Linked DNA regions of Lactuca sativa: region 1 is linked to region 2. A link is a contact called in public Hi-C data. All regions are on one chromosome and are shown on one strand. Each heading gives the region's core, a stretch centred on a gene start, on an enhancer-like site or on the middle of the called end of the contact. The rest is flanking DNA. Distances are from core to core; before and after follow the strand shown. Region 1 holds the start of LOC111912872 (ribulose-phosphate 3-epimerase, cytoplasmic isoform). Region 2 holds the start of LOC111912873 (F-box protein PP2-A13).

Evidence for each region. Hi-C and Micro-C count contacts between places; a contact is called where the count stands out from the background.
Region 1: a Hi-C map of seed shows a contact between it and region 2, with 8 times the contacts expected there. The contact joins the promoter of LOC111912872 here to the promoter of LOC111912873 in region 2. A contact is called at or near these places in 4 of 4 Hi-C or Micro-C datasets (bud, leaf and seed).

Annotation. Positions count from the first base shown.
Region 1 is chr7:6,946,501-6,952,298 of Lsat_Salinas_v11, forward strand. It overlaps LOC111912872 (ribulose-phosphate 3-epimerase, cytoplasmic isoform), which reads right to left and starts at 2,058. Exons shown (of 9, transcript XM_023908605.3): 1 at 1,871-2,058; 2 at 1,596-1,763; 3 at 908-912; 4 at 708-770; 5 at 521-627; 6 at 363-460; 7 at 199-291; 8 at 86-127. The coding sequence starts at 1,721.
Region 2 is chr7:6,701,513-6,707,314 of Lsat_Salinas_v11, forward strand. It overlaps LOC111912873 (F-box protein PP2-A13), which reads right to left and starts at 1,849. Exons shown (of 3, transcript XM_023908607.3): 1 at 1,438-1,849; 2 at 1,141-1,259; 3 at 281-1,062. The coding sequence starts at 1,758. The coding sequence ends at 630.

The sequences.
Region 1 (5,798 bases), core at 808-3,307, 250 kb after region 2:
AAATATTTATTTTTATTTATATTTAAATATCACATATGGATATGTAAAAACATCAAGCATACAATAACAGGTTTGAAACACTAACCTCTATATCAAGTTTCGGATACTTTTCTCTCAATGTGCGCACCTATTCAACAACAAAATTTTGTCAAATCAAATGGAAATTTTAGGCAGCAAACTTCCCATAAATAAATACACCTTATTCATCATATCTGGAATGAACTTCTGCCCACCAAATCCAGGTTCCACAGTCATGACAAGAACCATTTCAACAGGATTTTCACCTTCAAGCTATCAACAAACCATCATCAACAAGGGTTTCTTTTCTTTTACATTATCAATTATCATAACATGTTACATACCAGGGGATACACATCCTCAATGGGTGTTCCTGGTTTTAATGCCACACCAGGCCGCATGCCTTTCAACTTGATTTCTTTAACAACTTCTTGCCAATTATCTGTGCAACAACTAACTATGAGCAATCTGAATTACAAATATTGTGATCCAAATAACATACCTTTAGAAACCTCAACATGAAATGTGAAACCAGAAGCACCAGCCTTTCCTAATTGATCAACATAATCAAGAGGATTTGTTACCATAAGGTGGCAATCCAGATATGCCCTGCGTCACAACAAACCTCCTTATTGCATTAGCCATGAAGTTAAAAGAGCATAGTGGAAAAAACAAAGGATTTCATTTACTTTGTGTGCTTTCTTAAACTCGCAATCACTGGAGCACCAATTGTAAGATTTGGGACAAAATGCCTGAAATAAAATCAAAGGCATGAGTGTTATTTAATAGTCATCATTTATAAAACTACAAGATTAAAGCTGACTGAAACAAACTATCTGCTAGTTTCTGATAAACAGCAGAAGATCTTTAGCCAACTCTGAAGCCATACCCATCCTGCAAATTAACATCAACAGTCTATCAGAGACAACTACAATAACCAAAGAAGCAAATTATGATATACTACAGTCACAACATGAAATGAAATTTAGATCACAAGGCTAATGTATAGAGGGTCCTGTTGGGACCAAAACGACTAAATCCAATGTAGAGTGCAGATGCAGGTCAAGAAATGAAAACAAAGCAGACAGTGAAGTGGACCAAAGTTTCTATATGACAATTAAAATCCTGCCTATGATAAATAACAACTGCCTTGCCTCAGGTATACAGAAAACACAGAACTAGTATCAAATTGGAGACAAACACAATCTGGAAATACAATAGATCAAACTCAATTAATAGATAAACATGCTCGAGTACTATCTCTGTTTACATGCCATTAAACAAATAAAACACAAGATGTGTGAGTGCTGAGTTAGTGACTTAGTGTGTTGCCAATGCGTAAGAGAGTCAGGAGATGAGAGGACAAAGGAACAAACATCATCTCAGCTAGGTCAATCATTCATGATTTCATCATGACTTAATTGCTAAATCAGGTTCTGGAGTAAATCGATACAAAAGGATTACATAGTACCACAAGTAAAAATCGACAGTATCTATTATCTTCAATAGCCAAAGCAACGATCAAATTCAATCAAAACCTGTGTTCCTATGTTGAAGGATCAAAGGAAATTTGGTACCATTATGTCCATGTGAAGCCAATCGGCACCGAAGCTGACCATGCGCTCAGCCTCTGAAGCCAGATTGGCGAAGTCCGACGATAGCATCGACGGCGCGATCTTCGCTTCCACGGCTGTAGTAGGCATGTTTCGAAGTTCCGAGGAGATATTAAAGTCCGTTTAATTGTGCTGGACCAAAAACAATAGAAGATGTTACTGAACATATTAAAACCCTAGGAATAGCAACTCTGCTGCAGTAATCAGACTTTTGGTTTAAACGGATAAGAAGTACATACCCCAAGCTCACCCAAGTCAGTAAGGGTTCGATTGAGTGATGACCTCGTAAATACGCAGCAGAAGGTACCGTAGTCGCAAATACGCAGCAGTAGGTACACCGATCGATTGAAGCTTGCAAAGTGGAGGACCAGACTAATCAAATTGAAATTTTAATTTCTAACCCTAACCGGTGCAAAAGCAAGGGCGTGTTTGGGATTTTTAAGTGACTTCTTTGAAAAATCATATTTTTTTCTGACAAAACTGCACAAATAGTATGTGGTTAGCTTAAAATTGTCATTTTGGTCCAAAAAAGTTTGGACTGGCACCACAGGTCCAAACTTTTCATTTTGTTGCGAGTTTGGTCCAATTTGCTATGAATATTTTTATAATGACGATTTTGCCCTTATTCTTTTTTATCTTTTTTTGTTTTTTTATTAATTCTATTAATTTTTGATGAAATAAATAAAAAACAAAAACCAACTAACTCCTCCGTCTCTCTCTCTCTCCACCATGTCACCGGAAACCACTGTTAATTGCCTAAAGCCACCACCACCTGTCGGAAATCACCGCCACAACCACCATTCTATCTGCATTTCATCTTTATGTTTCTTCACTCTCTTCTTCTCCGAAAACCTCATGAACTATCACCACCATTTGATGAATTCAAACATAATTTTTCCAAATATGAAGAACAAAACATTCTATTTTTTCAGATCTGAAGAACAAGAAGTATTTACAGACTTGTAAACCACAAGATCAACTAGATTTGTAAAGACACAAGAACTATTTACAGATTTGTAGAAGCTTAACATTCTTAAATCAAAATTCAAAAAAATCTATACTGATATGGATCTAGAAAGACAAACACGACGCTGATATGGATCTAGAATGACCAAGACAAAAAAATCTAGCAGCAAATACATGGCCTGAGTCATTTGAAGGTGTTGAAACCCTTTCATCAGAGCTTCCACCATCTTTAGCTCTTGAAAAAGGACGATACGTTTTTCTTTCAAAATTGTAAAAGTCGAAGCTAGGATTTTTCTCAGTTTCTCTTCCTCCCCGCCGCCCTTCCCATATATATTAGGGTTTTTGTCCTGAAAATCGAGCTACCACTGTGGGATGGGTTTTCAGATATGAAGAGGAAGGGGGTTTTCAGATCGATAGATCTGAAGAAAGTTTTTAAACTTCACCGACATAGATCCGTTCTTTTCTGAGGACATCGGAGACCTGAGCTCGTGACTGAAGACTCTCGAGGCAAAGAGGCGGATTTCGATTCAAGGTTTTCTCCTCCGTCGCTTCGTCTTCAGATCACCATGTGTATGTTTAGATGAAGAACCTGAGAACCGATGACCTCGATCTGATTCCGTCTTCTAATTTCATTTTCTTATTTCTCTGTTATTCGATCTTCCCTCTATTTTACCTTCCTTGAGTGTTTAGGGAGAAAAGTCTAAAGAAGAAACATATCTCAAATCTTGTTTTGGTTTGACGAGAGAGAGAGAGAGAGAGAGTATTTTATTTTTTGTTTTATTTTTAAATGTTTTCTAATTACAGTAATAAAAGAAAAATGTAAAATAAAATAATAAAGGGCAAATTCGTCATTATAAAATGTATCAAAAATTTTGGACCAAACTCGCAACAAAATGAAAAGTTTGGACCTGTGGTGCTAGTCCAAACTTTTTTGGACTAAAGTGGCAATTTTGAGCTAACCACAGGGACCATTTGTGCAGTTTTGTCTATTTTTTTTGTTTTCATGTGAGAAAATATAAAAGAAAAAAAAAAGGAAAACAAAATTTTCTTTTATGTTTTCGAGTCGGAGAGAAGTAGAAAGAAAATAAATTATTTTATTATTTCTTTCTAAATCCTCTTAAATCGGAAGGAAAGTTAGGAGGGAAAGTGATCCTTCCATTTTCTTTCCTTTCTCACGTTAAATTGAACTCGAAAACGGGGTGGTAAAATTAGGAGGTGTTTGGAATTAGGTTAAGGGGTGTAATGTCTTTTTTATTAATGGTAAAAATATATCATGTAAGCATCATATCAATTTTTACAATTTTAACAATTTTTATTTAGGAACTAGGGTATGGTAAATGGTTTACCTATGAACTTTTTTTTTAATTTCAATAAAAAAAATAATAACTTTTGTAAAAACCATACAAAAATTAAAAATAGCATAAAATTAAAAGTTACATTTTAGAAATCTTAAAAAAAATTAACATGAAATTAAAAATTACATTAAAAAAATGAAAATTAAATTTGATAAAAAAAAAAAACAACCTAGAAAAAAACATAACATCGAAATTTCATTTGCTGTTTGGCTTATATTTTTCGTGAATCAACTCCTTCACCACTTTAGCCACCTCTTAATCTTCGGGGTTGAGGTGTCTCACATCTTGCATTAACAACGAATATTTTATGAGTCGAACGGTTTCAGTCATATGTCTCTCCAAAGTTGAATTCAATTGTATCATTTGTGTCATCATTTCCTCCGATCTAGCTGACCGCTCGGTTCCGACCGATGAATTTGAAGATGTCGCTTTCCCTTTTCCTCTTGCTCGAGCTTTTGTTTTGTCCCTTCCCATTGGTCGAGAAGGCGGGCATATTTCTTCGATGTTGTTGTTATCATCATTAAGATTAACGCCTACGTGACCATCCGATGACACTTGTTGTGAGCTCGAATATGAAGATGTTCGGCTTCTTTTGGGTGGATTAGCAATTTCTTCATGTGTTTGAAGTTCCCTCAACCTAATGCTTCTTTTGACAACTTGTAACACATGAATAAACTTAAAAGGCTTAGCATATCATCTTGGAATGTAGCATGCGTTTTTTTCAACAAACTCGCTTCAATTTCTCCGTTAGCCTGTTCCTTTTCAAAGTTTGTGTAAATTCCATTCCAATGTGTCACGAGTTTGTTCATAAGATTCCATTTCGAGTTACATTGGTCGGAGGTCAGATAATTTGAATCTTGACCCATTCCCTTACAAAACTGTTTTGTGATACGTAACCAAAATTGATCACGATTTTGACCCTTTCCCGGGTCCCCCATATTTGGATATGTCGACGCATTCCTTTGCTAACTCAACTTCTTATTTTGTGTCCATATTCTCGGATCTACCTTCCCTTTCTTTTGGTTGTTGTTGTTGTTTTTCGTGTTCGGAATCGGAAACAATTTCAACCGTCTGTTCATCGTAAGAATCATTCATAAATACAAAAGACATCATTCTCATAGTCGGAATACATCAGAGACAAAAAAAAAATTCGCTCCCGATTCACTTCCCTGATCACCTGCAACCATCTTCTAGCACCTGATTGCATATACCCGAAGAAATCAGACCCTTGATCTCATCTCAAGCAACCATACCATAAAATCCTCTTGTGCATTTCCATATTGTCATTTTGCCGCCAAAGAACACAGTTATCTAGCCCCATGTTAGGTTTACATCTCAACTCCAAAAATCACATGTTTGCCCTCTCTCTCATCCTGAACATGGAAAACTGGAAGAACATAGCCTCTTTCGAAGGTAGTGACATTCCAATTCATATGCCAATCACTCAGCATGCGGCTGCAATCCTCGAGCTGATCATAACAATCGTTTCTTTCTTGAGTCCCTTCACTCAATTGGCACTACTAGCGGTCCATGCACTCTAGACCTCAAATCAACTAACTCACCTAGTTCTGCACCATTCAAACCCAAACTAACATGGCCACTAAAGCCCAGACAATCATCAGACTCATTGTCATCCTGAACAACCATAACCAAAAGATCGACAAATACAGAAACACTGTCATGAACCATGGTACCAACCATGCCATCTACCCTTAACCAACTACTTAGAATCCTCGTAACTTCCCTCGATTCGAGTATGGATCATATGTTTCCAATAGTACAAGCCTAATACTACCTTCCACACTTATCCATACTTTCCTCAAGAATCATCCCAAGTCCTCTAAGT
Region 2 (5,802 bases), core at 599-3,098:
TTAAATCTTTGTATGTATTTCCAAATAAAATGTTCAATTCAGTATACATAGTTGACAAGTCACACTCAACCAAAAACCAAACGCCAAAATATTGCACATTGCCTAAACCAGTTAAATTCGTTACTATTATGGTCAAAACGTAATTCCGTTGTTACCTAACTTTAAAAGTCGATTATGATATAAACAATAAATTTTTGTCTTGTAAGGTCTTTTCAAAGAAGAGAATTTATATACGATCGATCATTGTGGAGGAATTAAATATAGGATGATTCCGACAAAAGAAAAAGAACACGTATCACCTCACTGTCTTTTCTGATTACAAAAATAGTCGACAAGAACTATACAATGTTTACAACATCAAATTGACACTATTGTGACACATTTACAATCGTTCTACCCAATTTAACTCTAAAAAAACAAACTAATAACAATTTCTCCCTAAGCTCTAAAAATCACCAAAAATGTGTTCAAAACCGACCATTAAGACATTACAATCATTGTCTAACAAGAATTTCAATTCCAATGTGAATTGGCCATTTTGTAGGTACTGGACTCTTATGTCTGATTTATTTATACAGTGTCTGTGTCTCGGCCGATTCATAATAGAAAAAGGGAGGGGAGCATTGTGGCTATAATATAGCTCTAAAACTTTTAACCAAGTCACTAGGGCATATGAGAACCGAATCAATGGATAAACCACCTTTTGTGTGTGTGCAATCGATTTGAGTCAATGAAAACTTTATCTTTGTGGGCGTATTTGGATCATCAACAACAAAATCTCCGACGTGGTGGTACTCCCAATTCCCGGTGTTTTCCAAGAAACGTTTGGAAATGGCCTGTTGACCATCGGGGGTTGTGAGCTGGAACTGAACCGGTTTTATGTCCCACCCATGGACGCTCTCATGGCCGCCGTGGGTAGCCACCCTACGGCCCGGTTTTTTCGTGAACCTCCCGAGTCGGAGTTTGAACAACAACGAATATGTCCCTGCCGGAAACTGGAACTCCATGTCTCCTTCTACCTCTAGCCACCAAATTTGTTGCAGGTATGCAATCGTGTGAAATCTGGTATATGGAAGGTATAAGTCGTTAATGGAAGATACCAAAACACAAAAAATTCACACCAATCACAATCAAATTTACCTTGATTCATCTGTGGGAATATAATTCCAGTATCTCCGGTCATCAATTCCGGTGATGGCCAATGCCTTGGAAGAAATCGACAAACATAGGCCTCCTGTTCTTTTGTCCAACCAGAATTCCTGTAACGAAAACCCCTAAATTAGAAACAATTACAAGGTTGACTTTTCCATGAACATCCACTCAACAAAACTAATTCAAAAACCAACAACTCGAAGTTATGGCGTCGAAATCGCGACGGATTTTGACTAGTCTAGAGTTGAATTTTGTACAAGTGAAAAAGGATCAGAGAAATCGAACCTTGTTTCCGCTGTCGAAAGGAACCGGTCGGGATAAGCGAGCATAAGTTTCGTTTTTCCCCAATTTGGTAGGGTTTTTAATTAGGTAGTCGTCGACCAGATGATGATAATTGGAGGGCAATTTAGCGTCCCAGATGAAATCGGCAGAGGAAGCAGCTCTGAATGCTCGATTGAGTCTCGCCAATTTGCAAATCTCCGGCGGATCTAAGTATGATAAGACCAGAGCAACACAGGATTCCGGGATGTCGCCGAGCTTGAGCTTTGATGGATGGTTAGACCCATCTGAACTGTCGGGACTTAGTAGTGATGAATTAGCACCCATGGGAAAGAAGTAGATATGGTGGTTGACGGTGGTTAACGGCGGTTGTACCGGTGGGTTTTGGAGAAGAATTCGCGGAATTGGTTTGTGTAAAATGAGAAGCAACGCGGCTTTATCCGCTCACATATGTTGGAACGATGACGTGGACATTCGGCTATTTTAGAACCGCTCGCAATTTAATTACAGGAGAAACTTCGTGAATTACACGCGCCAAATTTTGAGTCCTAAAAGTTTATTACTATTATTTTTATAATTGATTATCTTGCGTTTTAAAAGGTGTCAATTTTTTAATAGAACTTTTTGATTTTATCTAGTCATTTTGTCAATATGATAAAAATACCAAAATTCATTCGATACATATTGTACTTTGTAAGAAGTTGAAATACTGTTTTTTTATGTGATGTCGGCAATGTGTTTACCCATCTTGTACCTATTCTTTGGTTAATTGTATTTGTTTCGGTATTTTTTTTTTGTATTTATTCATGATTTTCGTGTTGATCTTTGTCACTCTCTATTATTTACATGTCTGGGGCATGACTTCTATTTTTATATCCGTGTTCGGCATAGAGTTTTTGTGAGCTTCTAACTTTTAGAGTCTAACAAAACATTTTGTTTTAAACAAAAAATATCGTTTGACACCATAAGCTTTTAACATTTAGGTGCTATTTGTTTTTTCGAAGTGGAAATTCATGAAGTCTGCAGACCACCTCTGCAATCCTCTGTAGCAGAAGAGGTGGAACAAACGACTACAGCCTATAATAAAAAACATGTTTGTTTTTTAACATCTGCAGACTGCTGCAGTAAACTAAAATTTAAATAAACTAATTTTATAAACTGAAAATAGTTCTCAACACTGAAACTTAATAATTCTAGTCTTAAACATTGAAATAATAATAACAAGAACATGTAAAAAAACAAAAATATAAAACTTTTTTTAAAAATAAAAACTTAAAAAAATGTAAAAGAAGCTAATAGTTTTATTCTAGAAAAAAAAAACTAATTTTAAAAAACATTAAAAAAGAAAATAATAAAAAAATTAAGAAAGTATTGCAAACGTTGTCTACAAAGTTTGTAAAAAATTACACACATTAAAAAAGATATAACTGAAATTGAAAATATTATTAATAAAACGGTAAAAAAAAATTAAAAAAATCGTGGAAATTATAAAAATAAATTGTATCACATCTGTAAATAAAAATTTAAGAAAATCAAAGTTTAAAAAAATAATAATAATAAAAAAGTTATACAAAAAATCTTAAAAAAAACATTTAGAAAAAATGAAAGCTGAAGAGGTTAGAAGAGGCAAGTCAAGTGTTGTGCCATGCAGCACACGCGCAGAGGTTTTGTAGACTGAAGTCTTTCAAAAAACAAACTGCTGCGAGAGGGAAAGTGTTGCGCGTGTGCTGCGCCGCGCAACAATAAGTGGTTTGAAGAGATTTTTATAGAAAAACAAACAACACCTTAGTTTAAACAAAACGTTCAAAATCCAAAAGCTACTTTATGTAACATTTAACAAAACGCTATTAGCTACAAGCTATCCGCTACTAGTTAGTTTTGTCGAAGACACCCTATATATTGTTGACCATTTCACCTAGTTAGTTTCTATTCTCGACTTACTTCTATTTGTCTCTCTTTTCTGTATTTAATCATGTTTTTTACTTGCTGATCCTCGCCCTTCTTTACTTGCAGATGTTTTGCGTTTTCAAAACCTTTATTCAGACACACACTCTACTTTATCATCATTGTATACTGACATTTTTTATACAAAGAACATTTGCACGGGTTTTTAGTGTGTCACACTACAGAATTTCACACACACACACACACACACACACACACACATATATATATATATATATATATATATATATATATATATATATATATATATATATATGGAGATTATCAAATGAGAATACCTAAAAGGTTAAGAACGCGAGAATAATTCTAGACCAATCATTTTATAAGGGTATATTAGTAACTTTATATGAATATTAATTAATGATTTCATAAAATCTAGGGATAATGATTTTAATTACCTAAAAAAATTAATATTTCCTTTTAGTTAATGAAATATATATAAATATATTTTTCTTATGATTTTTCACAAAAATAATTTATGACCGTTTCAAAAAATTACCTAAAAAAATTAATATTTCTTTTTATTTTAAATCTGAAAAGAAAATTTTTAAAAAATTATTATTTTCTACTATTTCATGTTTTTGTTTTTTTTTTTAAAATGAATAGAAATCCAATCCCAAAAAATTCAATGCATTTTTCATCAATTGAAAATAAAAATAGTGTAAAAATTATCATTTCTTCATAAAATGAATACTTCTAATCATAAATAAGTATACCCATTCAAATGAATACACTACTATTCATAAATAAATACAATCATTCACACATGAATATATTGTAATTCACAAATGAATACATCTAATCATAAATAAATATACTCATTCACATTAATACACTACTATTAAAGTATTAATAAATGAATACAATTATTCACACATAACTACAATGTTATTCATAAATGAATACACATGCTATTCATAAATAAATACAACCATTTATGCACCCCCCCTTCATGATCCGTTTTTTATTGTCGATCGACTACAACGACATCAAGAGTGAATCGGTACTGTTGAGTTCATCGTAGCCCAAGGTGGATTGAAGGCTTCCTTCCCGTCACTCCCTTTACTGTCGCTGCCAAATCAAACAAGAAGAAAAAAAAGAAGGAACCCTTACCTGTTGAATAAAATACATTTCTATTCCTTCCAAGTTGTTAAAGATGTTCATTCATCCTTTGTCATTACAATCATTTAGGTCATCTGTATTTACTCGACCCATCTACAAGAAATCAAAGAAATTTTTTGTATTATTGTCAACAACGTGCTTAACTCATTAACCACATACACTTTTAATAAAAATTAATAAAGAACGATTATAATCATCGACAAGAAATAAATATATATTAAAAAACAAACAAAAAAAAAATGCGCAAATGAATAAATTGTTAGAATAGTGTCTAAGGCTGCAACTATATTAGGCAAGTAATTGACCCGGTTGTGCATGGTCCTTTTGGGTTGCCTTCACCATAGCAACTTGATAGGATGATTTATTAAGAGAGAGTAAATACTATTAGTATATTATGAGAATAATATAAAGAATAATATATTGTTATTTGATTAATATAAGTCATAGAATTAATTGGAATTAATTTGGTGACTTAAAGAGATTAATTAAATAAGAGGGTATAAACTGTCAATTGTTTGATAGTTAAACTTTAGACTGTAAATCCATATAGATATAGATTGGACGGATTCTAGAAGCTAAAGGATAGCTTGAATCGTCCATTGCTTATCTAAGGAATGGATTTGGATAGCCTTAAGAGAAGATTATCCAATTAGGGTTTAGGTTGTAACCCTTAAGGAGTCTACAAGTATAAATAGACCCTATGGCAAAGGGAAATCGGCACTTCATCTAAAGTAAGAGAACCCTGGCCAATTTCCTCCCCTTTCCTCTCTCCCAAATCATCCTCCTTGCTATTTGGTGTTTGTAAGCCATTAGAGGAGTGACAATTGTGACTATAGAAGCTCCAAGACAACAAGATCAACAAGGAATTCAAAGGTATGATTCTAGATCTGTTTCAATATTGTTATTACACCTAAATAGTCATTAGCAGTCTTGGATTCAAAGCATGTTTAATTAGAAAGCCTAGATCCAAGCATTAAGGTTTTGCATGCGCACATAGTAAAGTTCTTATGGCTAAAACCCATCAGTGGTATCAGAGCCTAGCTTGGTTTTCATTAAATTGTTGCTTAATTGTCTGAAACTAAACTGCAAAATTCGATTTTTGTGTTTCTGATTCATGGACTCGGCGAGTTCCATAGTGGACTCGGCGAGTCCCTTGGTGCACTCGGCGAGTCCAAGTGTCAGGAATGGCCAGATTCGGGATTTCTTCATGATTATCTTATGGAAACTTACATTAATCATATTAGATCAACCCTAATCCGATTTTTTGATATATATGACTATTAT